2 separate regions of the Gossypium hirsutum genome follow, and region 2 is linked to region 1. A link is a contact called in public Hi-C data. All regions are on one chromosome and are shown on one strand. The core of a region is the stretch at or near the end of the contact, and the rest is flanking DNA. Distances in the headings are between cores, read along the strand shown.

The links. A called contact is a pair of places that touch in the nucleus more often than the background predicts.
Region 2: a Hi-C map of leaf shows a contact between it and region 1, with 3 times the contacts expected there. The contact joins the promoter of LOC107963178 here to the promoter of LOC107962262 in region 1. A contact is called at or near these places in 17 of 34 Hi-C or Micro-C datasets (anther, callus, hypocotyl and 3 more).

Annotation. Positions count from the first base shown.
Region 1 is chrA06:101,548,473-101,554,944 of Gossypium_hirsutum_v2.1, reverse strand. LOC107962262 (ras-related protein RABA1c) reads left to right here and starts at 3,517. Exons shown (of 2, transcript XM_016898580.2): 1 at 3,517-4,150. The coding sequence starts at 3,930.
Region 2 is chrA06:101,819,505-101,825,976 of Gossypium_hirsutum_v2.1, reverse strand. It overlaps LOC107963178, which reads right to left and starts at 2,681. Exons shown (of 2, transcript XM_016899752.2): 1 at 2,048-2,681; 2 at 1,644-1,939. The coding sequence starts at 2,335. The coding sequence ends at 1,922.

The DNA.
Region 1 (6,472 bases), core at 2,268-4,767:
TATCAATTTACACACTTACCTTATTTTAAATAAATCTCAACTAATTCATACCTGGTCATTTAGCTCGTTTTACACATTCGAATACAACTTATCTTTGCCCAATGAACCATTCGGAATTGGATAGGACACTCGAATAATCACATAAATCGTACAATGCCAACGTCCCAGATGTGGTCTTACATGTAACCACATATCGATGCCACTGTCCCAAGCAGGGTCTTACTCGTAAACACATATCGAAATCACATATCGATGCCATGGTCTTACTCGCACACATATATCGAAATCCTATGTCATGACATATGTATCCTAGCTATTCCTAAGGTTCATATGGAGCTTTCGGACGTCGTAACTCGGTCGAATCGAACTCGAAAGTGTAGTAGTCAAATTTAATCATTTTCGGCCATAGCATATTAAAATTCTACATTTCATAACAGCATATAAATATAACATTTAATTACCAAATACACACGTCTTTTTGTTTATAAACTTACATCAGATGTCATAAAACGGGACGGGGCTGCTAGTCGACAACTTTCGTTTTTCCCCGGTCCAAATCTGATTTCTTTATTTATTGATCTAAACATATTCAAATTAAGCTCATTCAAACATATTTTCATTCAATTTAATCCAAAAACACATAAATAGGCAAATTACCATTTTACCCTAGCATTTACAATTTTTATAATTTAGTCCCTATTGCACAAAACACAAAATATGCAAAATTTCAAGGTACCCTTGTTTGGCCGAATATTCCTAGTGTTCATACAAGACCATATATTTCATTTATTTCAAATTTTAGTCCCTCAAATTATTATTTTTTCAATTAAGTCCTAATTACCCAAAATCATCAAAAACTTCAATACAAAATATGTTAATCTAAAACATATCTTTCATTTTTCATCATCAACCAACAAAAATCACAAGCTATCAAAAATGGCTCAACTCAAAATATTCATCAAAATTAAAAATTCAAGCATGAGTTTTGAAGTATTCGAAGCAACGATCTCAAAAACGTAGAAATTATCAAAAACCGAGCTAAAACTTACCTTGAATCAAGCTTAAAAGTGCAGAACCCTAAGTTTCTTTTCTTTTCTTTGGTTATTTTGATATTCGGCTAGTAGAAAGTATGAACACATTATGATTTGTCTTATTATTTTATAATATACTTTATATTATAACATTGTATCACATAAGTTACTATTTTACCCTTACTTATTATTATGTTTAAATTACTTACTAATAGCCGAATGTGTTCATGCAAGTATGTAAAGGTATATTTACATCATAGGTGCTTCCATTAATAAAGACATTAACAATTAAGTACTTTCACATTTAACCACTAAATTTTTATCTTACGCGATTAAGTCCTTTGATTTAATCGGGCACCTAAACGACCAAATTAAATCACGAAATTTTCACAGACATAAATTCACACAGAATAAACACTAAAAATAATTTAAAAATATTTTTTTGACTCAGATTCATGGTCCCAAAACTACCATTCCGATTAGGGTCTAAATTGGGCTGTTATACCGGTCACATCAAGTTTTAAAAGAAAATTTTTTTATGGGTGTCGCCTGGTCAATTGGTGGCACCGAACTGAAATGCGATGACCTAAAATATCTAGGGACATGATAGGTAAATTTTCCATTTTGATTGAAAAGCTTTAAGGGTGCCGCCTCACAGCTTGGCGGCACCAAACTTCAAATAGGGTATATTGCTTCATAAAACCCTTCTTGTTTATTATTTCTTTTTATTTCCCTTCAACACAAAAAATAAAAAGGTCTCTTATAAATTAATCCAAAATTTTTTTACTAAATTTTTTTACTAAAAAGTATTTTTGTAAAAAAAGCTTATTCCAACTAGAAATAAATTTTATTTATTTTTTAAAAGTAATTTTTTTGTAAAATTATTTTTCAAAAAAATTATTAGAACGGGAATAAAATAATTTGAAAAAAAAACTATTTTTCAAAAAATAAATGAAATTTATTTTCAGTTGAAATCGACTTTTTTACAAAATACTTTTTAGTAGAAAAACTTTTTGAACTAATTAATAATAGGCCTCTCTATTTTCGGTGTTGATGGGAAATAAAAGAAAATAAATAAGAAGGGGTTATTAAGTAATTTACCTTTTTGAAGTTTGGTGTCATCAAACTGTCAGGTGGCACCCTTAAAGCTTTTGAATCAAAATGGCAAATTTACATAGTAGGTCCCAAAATATTTTAGGTCATCACATTTCAGTCCGATGCCGCCGATTGAGTAGGCGGCACCCATAAAAAATATATATTTTTAAAACTTGATGTGATCGGTGGATGGGGAGAGGGGTGCCGCTGATTGGTCAAGCAGCACCGATTTTTTACTGTAGCTCCTACCTAGATTCGTAAATATTATTGCCTTTAGCCCATTTCAGTATTTATTTAATTATTTTATATTATTTTGGTAAAAAAATTCTAAAAATACATTTTAGAAATTAATTTCCAATAGCAATATTTCGAGAAATCAAATATTAATATTTTATTTGAAGAAGGGCAAATATGTTATATTTTTACTAATAAAATCAAGAAGAAGAAGAAGAAGAAGAGAGACTACAATAAATAGTATACACAACTCTTAGCATAAAACGATAATCAAAATCCATTTTTTTTTTAAATTGGACTTATGATTAAATCGATCAGACCATCAATTCTCGATTTAACTGGTCTATTTGGTTCAAAACAAATAAATTATCAAAAAAATAAAGAAAACATTAAAAATTAAAATAAAATTAGGTTCAACCAATTTAACTATCGATTCAACTAATTTTTTAGTTTGATTCAACCGATCTGTATTAGTTCCTAAATCCACTAGTTTTTTGTCACTTTCCAAATCGATACCTCGACCACTTTGATCCAATGGATTCAACCAATTAATTTGATTGGGTTCAGACAACATTACCAATATATCATTGAAAGCATTCAAATTGAAGGTTTCTTTTTGACAATTCTGTTGTATGCCTTCAAAAAAAACTTAGAAAAATGTTTAACCAAATCACCTGATTACAAGTTAATACTAAAATTTCTAACGGTATACCAATATTTGTAACAAATATTTCTAGCTTGTATAAGTTACAAATTTTGGTATAATAATGATTCAAACGTATGCTATTTTTGGGGAAAGTAGATACTTTGACAATAAGCCACAACTTAGATTCAACAAGTTATTCCTAGTAAAATTATCATGAATGTTCTTATACTAAGAATTAGATTATATTTTGCCCTCTTAATTAAAAAAAATGAACAATTTAGTCTCTATATATTAGATTAAAGAACAAATTGATATTTTTATTAAAATTTTCATTTATTTCTATAGTTAAAAATTGATTCATATACATTAGCATGAGTGACACTTTCTGATTATTTCATCAGTTACGTTAATTTTTAATAATACAAAAATTAATTTACTTTTTTTGTTAAAAATAGAAAAATGCAAATTAATTTTAATATAAAATCTTCTATCATATTTTTATCGTTATTCGTGTTATTAAAAAAAAGGGAAAAGAACCCGAAAAATCAACAAATAGTGTCTGGAAATTACAACATTCCCAATTCAAAAGACTGTAAATAACATTGGTTAAATTGACCCATAAATCCTCATTTTCCAACAGCAACATTATAGGTGAAAAATTTTGAAGGCATTGAAGTCATTCCAGAAAAAGCCCCAACGTTCAAGGACATTTCCCCACATTTTCTGGAGTCCAACGGAGCAGACAATTAGTCTTTTACATTTCCAACTCATAAAACAACTAGATTTTTTTTCTTAGGCAGATCTCAAAAGAAAAGGCTTTTAATATACATAGAAGCCGCGGGCCATCCCCTCGTTCACACACTCGTTTATTTACTTGACGCAAAGAAAGAGGGTAACAGCTGTGGTTCTGAGAAAGAGTAAAGATGGCTGGTTACAGAGCTGAGGATGACTATGACTATCTTTTCAAGGTGGTTTTGATCGGTGATTCCGGTGTCGGAAAGTCAAATCTGCTCTCGAGGTTCACCAGGAACGAGTTTAGCCTCGAGTCCAAGTCCACTATTGGTGTTGAGTTCGCTACACGTAGCTTGAATGTTGATGGAAAGGTCATCAAGGCTCAGATTTGGGACACTGCTGGTCAAGAAAGGTCTCACTTTTCCTACTTTCTCGTCTTCCTTTCCTTTTTTTTTTTTGATCTGGGTATTTATAGTTCTTTTCTGATTTTGTATACAAAGATAGGCAAATATCATAAGCTATAAGGTTTTCCTTCTTCTTGGAGATTGTTTTCTTGAAATTTGTTGTTGCTTGGGAAAAGAAACTAACTTTGATTCTTGAAGAGTTTGGTTTGATCTGAAATGGGGTTTAACAAATCTTCCTTTTACCAGTATACTAGAGAAAAAAAAAAGGTCTTGCTTATCTAGATCTGAGAGTATCTTGTAAGTAAATGGTGTTATGATTGCTTGTTTCTTGCAAATCTGTTGTTTAGATTTAGTAACTTTCCTAATAGGCTTGTATTGCAAATAGATCCAACATAGATTTGAAGTGCATGTCAGCAGATCTTGACTATTCTTAATCTTGTGATCTTGTTATACGAGTTGTGTGCATTCATCTAAAGTTAAGTGGCTTGACAAAATGAGTAACAAACGAGATGGTCATGCTTTGCATTAATATGTTCGCTTCCTGCTAGATATAAGATTTGTTTGTCTTCGTTACTTGCCCGCTTTCTGATTTTCTCATATGTTATCACTAGTCACAAAGAGATGATGATTGCTTACCAGGATCTTGATTCCGATTTGCGCGTGGAATTTGTTAGTCTAGTGTTTAGCATCAGTCTAGTCTGGTATTTTGGGATGTTGCAGGGACCTTTTAGCTACAGTGTGGTAAATTGATTATGGAAGAAATGGCTTGAACAAGTAAATGATGTTAGTTTCTAGAGGGAGGGACCTTTCAAGTCCTTTGAGTGGCAACTTTTAGGGTGTGCCTTGTTAACAAAGAAAATTGAGATGAAAGAAAAATAGGAGATGTATGATCATTTTCCATCCAAATGCAAAAAAACAAATCATCCCAAATTGGAATGACAAGAAGAGATAAAATGAGAAAGATTTAAGTTAAGTGTGCATATTTACCAGATTTTACTTTTTTTTTAATTTTCATTTTGTTTCTTTTATTTTTCTACTCTACCAGGCAATGGGTGGAAAGAAAAATATTTTTCTATACTTCAACTTTTCTACCCAGTATTCCAGCCAAAAAGAAAATGTAATTTCTGTGTTTCTACTTTTCTCCTTCTGTTAACTTTTCATCTTTCCAATTTTCTTTTAACCTTACCAAGCAAAGCTTGATTTTATGGGGAAAGAGTAGTGCGTCAATAAATGTTTTTCTTTTATTCTGGTGAAGTTGTACTTACCTTAAGGTTTCTTTAGCAATGTGGGATACTTTACTCGAAGAGCGACATGCTATAATTTACTACTATTGATTTTAAGAGAATTCTAGCGTGTTTTTAATTGGGTAATGGTACAGTCAAGTTTGTTGTTGAACACCAAAATGTTAAAATTTGGATGTTATACGCCGTTGACCAATATAGACTTGACTGGAGTTTTGGTAACTTTAGGTTTTGACAATGAAAATTTGTCAATATGAGAAGTCCCTTTGATCCTAGAGGATAGAGCGAGCAACCAATGAGGTGTACCCTTTTAGGTTTCTGATTCAAGAAGTGGTTAAAAGTACTTCTGCTAAGCCTTTTAAGTCGACTGCCTCTTTCCTGTGTCCCAGATTACGGTAGGAGTGCTGCAGCTGCCAGCTTGCCACCAAGGCAATATACTTTACTATGGAATCTCTCCCATCTTAGCTGCCACATCATCACCAGTGACCAAGTTTGATAATCGCCTATTGCTGCCAAAGTGAGAATATTATTGCAAATGCTGCCTGCCATATTATCTCCCCAGCCAAATACTCCTCTACAGTCTTTTCAATTGCCCCCAGCATGGCTCAGCAATTCCCCTATTGCACATCTAGCTTGCTTCACTTCCGAGACCGCTGAATCTTGCTTGACAAATGACATGATTCTTTTGAGGCATGCTCATGTATATTGCAGGCCTTGGTTTTTCATCCCCTTGTCCGAATATCTAGTAAAGTGTCCAATCTGCTCCAAGATTGTTTGATGAGACACTGAATTGAAGTTCTCATTCATGAATTGATGAAAAATAAATGTGGTTAGCATGTGCAAACTACTATATCAAACTGAAATTCTGGGGGCTTAGATATCCAAAAGACCAAGAAAATTATAAACTAGGTCTTCAGTTAGGGTTTCTATGCCTATGACTTAATTTCTGTTAGAGTTGTGTGACCCGAATCCTGTCACTTGTTCAAGAAATAAAATAGAGAGGCAAAATAGGGGGATTTGTGGGGGCGAAGGACTGAGGCTGTAAAATATTTGTTTTTATTTTTCCTTCTTATTGCTTTGCGATCATTC
Region 2 (6,472 bases), core at 1,432-3,931, 270 kb before region 1:
TTTATTTAAGTTATATCATGAATTTTATTTAAATTTATTTTGATTGAGGTTAAATATATTTTAATTATTAATTTAATTAGATATTATAACAATTAATTTTAATTATAGTTATTTAAATGTATTTATTGTAATTATATTTATATTTAAATTCTCTTGAAAACATTACAAATTTAGATCTTATTCTCTATTGCTTTTACTTTTTCATCATACAAATATTGTTAAACGTACTGAGTTTGAAATTAAAATAGTTTTGTAATACTAACAAATGGTCGCGTGCAATAATCAAATACATTGTACTCCTAATGAGAATGTAGGTTTAAATATTGAGAGTAACATTATTGGCTTTCAAATCTTGGAAGTAATATTATTGGGAGCAAAGGCCAAATTAGGGGGCTGGCAGGGCCTAATCCCCCTTAATGAAAAATTACTATTTAGGTCCTTTAAAATATTTAAACCAATAAAGGTAAAATTGCATTTTGGCTTTCTCTAAAATTATAAAAATTTTATTTAATCATTTAAAAATTATAAATATATAAACTATTAAAAGTTAAAATCTCATTCGGACTCTAAAAACTTATTCTAACTTTGTCCTTAATTCGGAGAGACATGTAGGAATCTGAAAAGTTGAAATAATAAATTATTTAGCTTTTAAGATTTTATAATAAATTTATTGAAATATACCCATTTATTCTTTCTTCCTAACCAATTCTACCATTCCCAATGTTAGTTTGTGTTTGTCTTTGAACTTATGATTGGTGGGACATTAAGGTATTGGGTGCAATTAAAAGTGATATATTAATGATTATTATATTAACATCTTTAATGAATTTTTACAAAATAAAAGAAAAAAAAATCTTTAATGAACTTTTGATGTAGTCATAAATAATTAATCAATACTCAGTAAAATATAGTCTGTATACTTAATTTAAAATTTAACATGTGTTTTATATTAATTATTTAAAAGTATTTAAAATTTTCATTTCATGTATTGTTGTATATTAAATTTTTTAAATGATATAATGATAAATTTAACCTTTAATATATACATTTTTGTCAATTTAATAATTTTTTAGTTAAATTTGATCATAAACCTATCAAAATGAGGTAAATAGTTTTTTTTAACAGAAATACTAACTAAAATATTAATCTTTTAACGATGTTGGCGTGACAACCCGCAGGACTATCCACTTGTATTTGATGTTGTATTGATACTATTTGACTATATTACATAAAAACATTAAAAATATACAAAAATACAAAAAAATATAAAAAAATTCAAAAAATAGAAGGAAGTACACATTTGTTATGTTTAAAATTTTAATATTTGCCAATATTTTTGTTAAAAAGATAGTAATTCAATTTTTTAAAAGATAAATGTTCAAAATTAATCTTTTTTTTCAAGTTGGAACTAAATTTAGCCTAAAACAGGCCAAATTATCCAAATATGCAAACGTTAAGGGATTAAATTGTGATTATACCTATGTGACAATGTTAAACAAAACCACATCTTCTAATTGCACTTTTCTTGATATGCATAACATATTCACATTTAGGATTTTGAAATCAATTTACGTCAATTTTATATCTAATGCAACAGTAGCTTGGGAGACTCTATGACAACGAGAATTAGGCGTTTTTGAACATTAGATGAACAATCAGAAGCTGTCATTCAAATTGCAATGTTGTTTTCAATCCTTGGAGATTCAAGATTGGAAGATATACCTCTGAGAAAAATAGGTTTTCGCTAATTTCCAACAAACCAAACATTCCCAAGAAAATTACCAGAAGAAAAAAAAGAGAGGATGAATTGCAGATGAACGAGTTAGCAAATGTATACTATTCACTATATATTTCTCCAAAAAAATTAGTAAAATTTACATAAATTCTCTGTTTTTGCCTTTCCAATGTTCCTGCAGTTCTTTCAAGAACAGCAAAATACCTGCAAAAAAAAAAAGATTCATGGCAGCGTTAGAATTGAATTCGAATTTAGTGGAATCCCACTTGATGAAATGAAATATGAAAAAGAGAGCCGTATGCTGAAACGAACATTGAATCTTCTAGTACGACGACGTCTTTCCATGACAATTTTGAGCCTTTGGAGCATTTCTTGTTCATTGAATATTGTCCCAGGGGAGCTTAAAAAAGCACTTCTTGGAACAGGGGGAGACCAGAGTCCACTCTTGGAATAATCGAAGTTGAATTCAGACACATCAAAGAACTTGTCAAGAAGGCGGTCGGATACAGATTTAGAAACCACTTGAACCTTAACTGGAGATGCCTCAACCAAATCACAAGAAGATGGAGACGAAATAACTTCAGATTCAGAGTTTGACATTGATTTTTTTGTTTCTCCAAAAAGAAAATAATGATAATGGTGATAGCTTAAGCGTGGTCAAGGTTGTTAGAAGGAGATAATGGTTTTAGTGACAAAGACATGTATGGCAGTAAACAATCATGGAGAGTTCGTGGGGGGGCATAACTAATGTTTTAAAACGCTCGGGGGTTGAAGTTTAGAGGAAACCTGCATTTGGGTAACCAATAATTTCAGCAATGAAAAGCTTGTTTTGTATATCTGCAAATTTTGTTTGGTATGGGGATTATTTCCTTTTTATTTTTATTTTTCTTCTGTGGACCCTCTTATCTTGTTCATTGGAAAAGGTCATGGTTGGTAACCAAGTTTCCAAAATGTGCTTTTAATCGAGTAGGTCCTGTTTATAATTTGAATGGGAACCATATCACCATGGAAAGATTCCTATTTTTTTGCAAATGTTTACATTTCCATTTCCTTCACTTTCAGTAAACATTTATTAGGAACTGTTTATTTAGTGCAGGCTACAATGGAAGCAGTAGGCCTTTGGTGGCCTTTTTTTTTCCCCATAGGTTTGGCAATAATTTCAACTCATTGGATGCTTAACTTGTTGAGAATAATGTTTTCAAATAATTAAAGCCTCAAGTTTGTGGGTCAGAAAATACAGGCAAAACATAAACTCAGCTCAGGTTTGGTTGATTATTTTACTAAATACCCAACTGCATTTTCCTTGCTATGGGCCAAGGATCGACTTCAGGTGCAGTAAGATAAATAAATATATTGGGACTTTTATCAGAGACCTTTCATCAACAAGAATAGTACGGTCGAGGTATTTATTATTATCACAGTGAAGATTCCAAGAAAAAGAAAACAACCATTTTGTGCTTCCACGTAAATATTTCTATGTTTTAATATTTGAGATTTACACTTTATTATTTTGAGGTTTTTTAAAATTGGGTTTAAAATAAAAACTCTCCTAAATATTATTATAATATAAATATAAAAGTTTAAATTCAATCTCAAATAATTTTATTGCCTTCCCCAATCATCAAATATATATATATCATCAAGTTATCGCCTTTTAGTTTGGGTTCTATTTCAAACAATTTCATTCTCCTATATATATCTCATCAAGTTGGCTTAATTAAGCTTTTTCAATACTAATTAAAAATAGATTTAAATATGTTAAAGCTGGTTTTATTCTATTGAAATTTAAAATTTAGTCTATTTATTTTAATTTTTTGAAATTAAGTCAACCTATTTTTTTATATAAAACTTTTAATCTCTTCATCTAATTTTGCAACTATAAAAAATATTGAATAAGGAGTTTAGCTCTCATATTTTATAAATTTTATAAATTTGGTCTTTACTTTTTAAATACATAAAAATTAAAAATTGTTTTTTATATTTTCAATAAAAATAATAAAAAAATTAAAAATTATATTTATTTTTAAAAAAATTCATCTAAAAATTCAAAAATTATAAAAACAAAAATTTTTAAAATTCAAAAGAATTATGTTATTTACTTCTTGAGTAATAATTAGAGGTGATCATGGGCCGGGCCAGGTTCGGGTTGGGCCCAGATAAAATTTTAAGCCCGTCTACTAGGCCCCGCCCAGCCCGAAATATGAGCCTGAAAATTTGTCCAAGCCCGGCCCGAAATAAAATTACTAAGACCGAGCCCGGCCTGGCCCGACCCATATTAATTTTTTTCTTATTTCATTAAATAAAAAATTTTAAAAATATAATAAATCAAATATATTTAAAAACATAAAAACAAATATTAAGACAAATAAAAATAATACTAAAACAATTCTTAAAACAATACACAAATTGACAATATAATAAAAAAAGGTTATATTAAAAATTTAAAATGATTAAAAATAAAATAAAAAATATATTAATATATAATTCGGGCCGGGTCGGGCCCAAGCCTGGGCCAAAAACTCTTGCCCGAGGCCCGGCCCGTTTTCTAAACGGGGCTCATTTTTTTGTCCAAGCCCATTTTTCGGGCCTATATTTTTACCCAAACCCTCCCATTTTTCCAGCGGGCCTTCGGGCCGGGCCGGACCGCCCAGCCCATGATCAGCTCTAGTAATAATAAAGTGTCTTCAAATTTAAGTTATTCTTTTTGTCAGTATTAAATAGGATTTTAATATAATTTTAAATTTAAATAAAAAATATTTTTTTAGAAATTAAAAAATATTTGTTCAAGTTTAATTTTAATAGTATTGAATGGATAAATCAAACTTTAAGTAGACCTTATTATCATTTAAGGAGTACATAACTTTTCTTTTTTGAATTTTATGAATTAAAAAATATTTTTATTTAATTTTAAAGAGTTTTATTTTAATAATTTTTTGGAAAGTTTTTATTTTTATTTTTGCTTTTTAATTCTTTTAGAATTTTTTTATTTAAAATATAACAACTTTTAATTTTTTATGATTTTATGTACTTTTAAATAGTAAGGAGCAAACTGAAAAAAAAAACTATTAAAGGTTAAAAAAGATATTTATTAAACATTGTACTAAAATTTTAGAAAATGAGTGGGAATTTGGATGTAGATCAATATGTCCTAAAACTTATAAAAAACATAGAAAGAAAAATAAAATATATAAATTAGTTAGATGGAAACCAGGAAATAAAAATATACTGGTTATAATAAAAAGAAAAAAATTGTTAGAAGAAGAACTTTTAAAAAATCTAAAAGACAAATATGTAAATGTTTCATATGTGATGAAGAAGGTCATATAGCAACAAATTGTCTTAATAAAGGAAAAAATGCAAAGAAAATGATAAAAACTCTTGAAGAACAAGATTTAGAAATATGTTTAGAAAAAGAAATAAATCATGAAGAAATATTATATGAATTAATATCAGAAACAGACTTTGATTCAAATGATGAAAAATATATATTTATGTTTAATGTAGAAAGTAGTTCTAATAACTAATTAGAAGAAATTCTTAAATCTGAACAACAGGATATAAAATTAGGAAATTTAATCGGAGAAGAAAAAGACTTTTCTGATGAAATGATAGAAAAATAAATAAGAATCATATTTCTAAAGAAGAAATATATAAAATTTCTAAATTCAAGATATAGAGTCAAAGACACATAGAAAAAATTAGTGACAATACAGTCGCTAAAGATACTAGAGGTGGATTAACAGAAATTCTATTGTTTACTAAAGATAAAATTAAAGGAATTAGGAAGAAATATCTGTAACGCTCGGGTTTGTGGAAGTGTACACAGTCGTTATCAAGTAATAAGTAAATATTAATTTATCGTCTCCACAGGGATTGTATTTGTGCTAAGTCAATTAATTTGTAAAATTATATTAACAATTTGATAAATAAAAACAATATAATTGAGAAGTGATGATTAAAATACATTAAACTAAATGCAATGATCCTTGATGAGATTTATCCTAACATGCAACTATATGAATCAAATAGATTTTAGCAGAACTAACACAATAAGCAACAATTATAACATAAACAAGCTAGGACAAATAATTTAATTAAACTTAAATTATTATCAACATGCTTATCAATACTCGAAAAAGCATTCCATGGCAACTCGATATTTCATGAGTTTAGAAACCACATTAGGTCCTTTCGGAATCCTTTACTTGGTAAATATGCATTTTATTGATCCTTATTTACTAAGGGTTTCTTAGTATTCGTGCTACGTAACAGGGACGTATTAGGTTTGAAATAATTTAATCGCACAAATCTAAAAACTATGCAGATAACAGAGCCTGATTAGGGTTGTTATGTAACCTAAAATTTAATTGGGTTAGGATCTAAATTGAGCATGCACATTTCAATTATGTGTCCATTAGCCGTTGTCTGGTTAGGATCGCTAAACTAATTCAAGTGCATTTCAATCACGTATGAACGAAATATAGACTTGATTTTAATTGAAAACATGATCGATTAAGGCACAAACATTATAAGCATGAATCAAATAAATATTATTCAATCAAAATAATCATCCTAGCTTAAATAAAATTAAGCTATCATTGTTGTAAACAAGAACAGTAAACACATAGCAAACATTATTGAATTAAATTAAAGAAAATAAATATTAAACCCAAATCAAAGTGGTTGTCACCAAAGACTCTGACTGACGAGGGCTCCTTCGTTCCTTTGCTTAGCTCC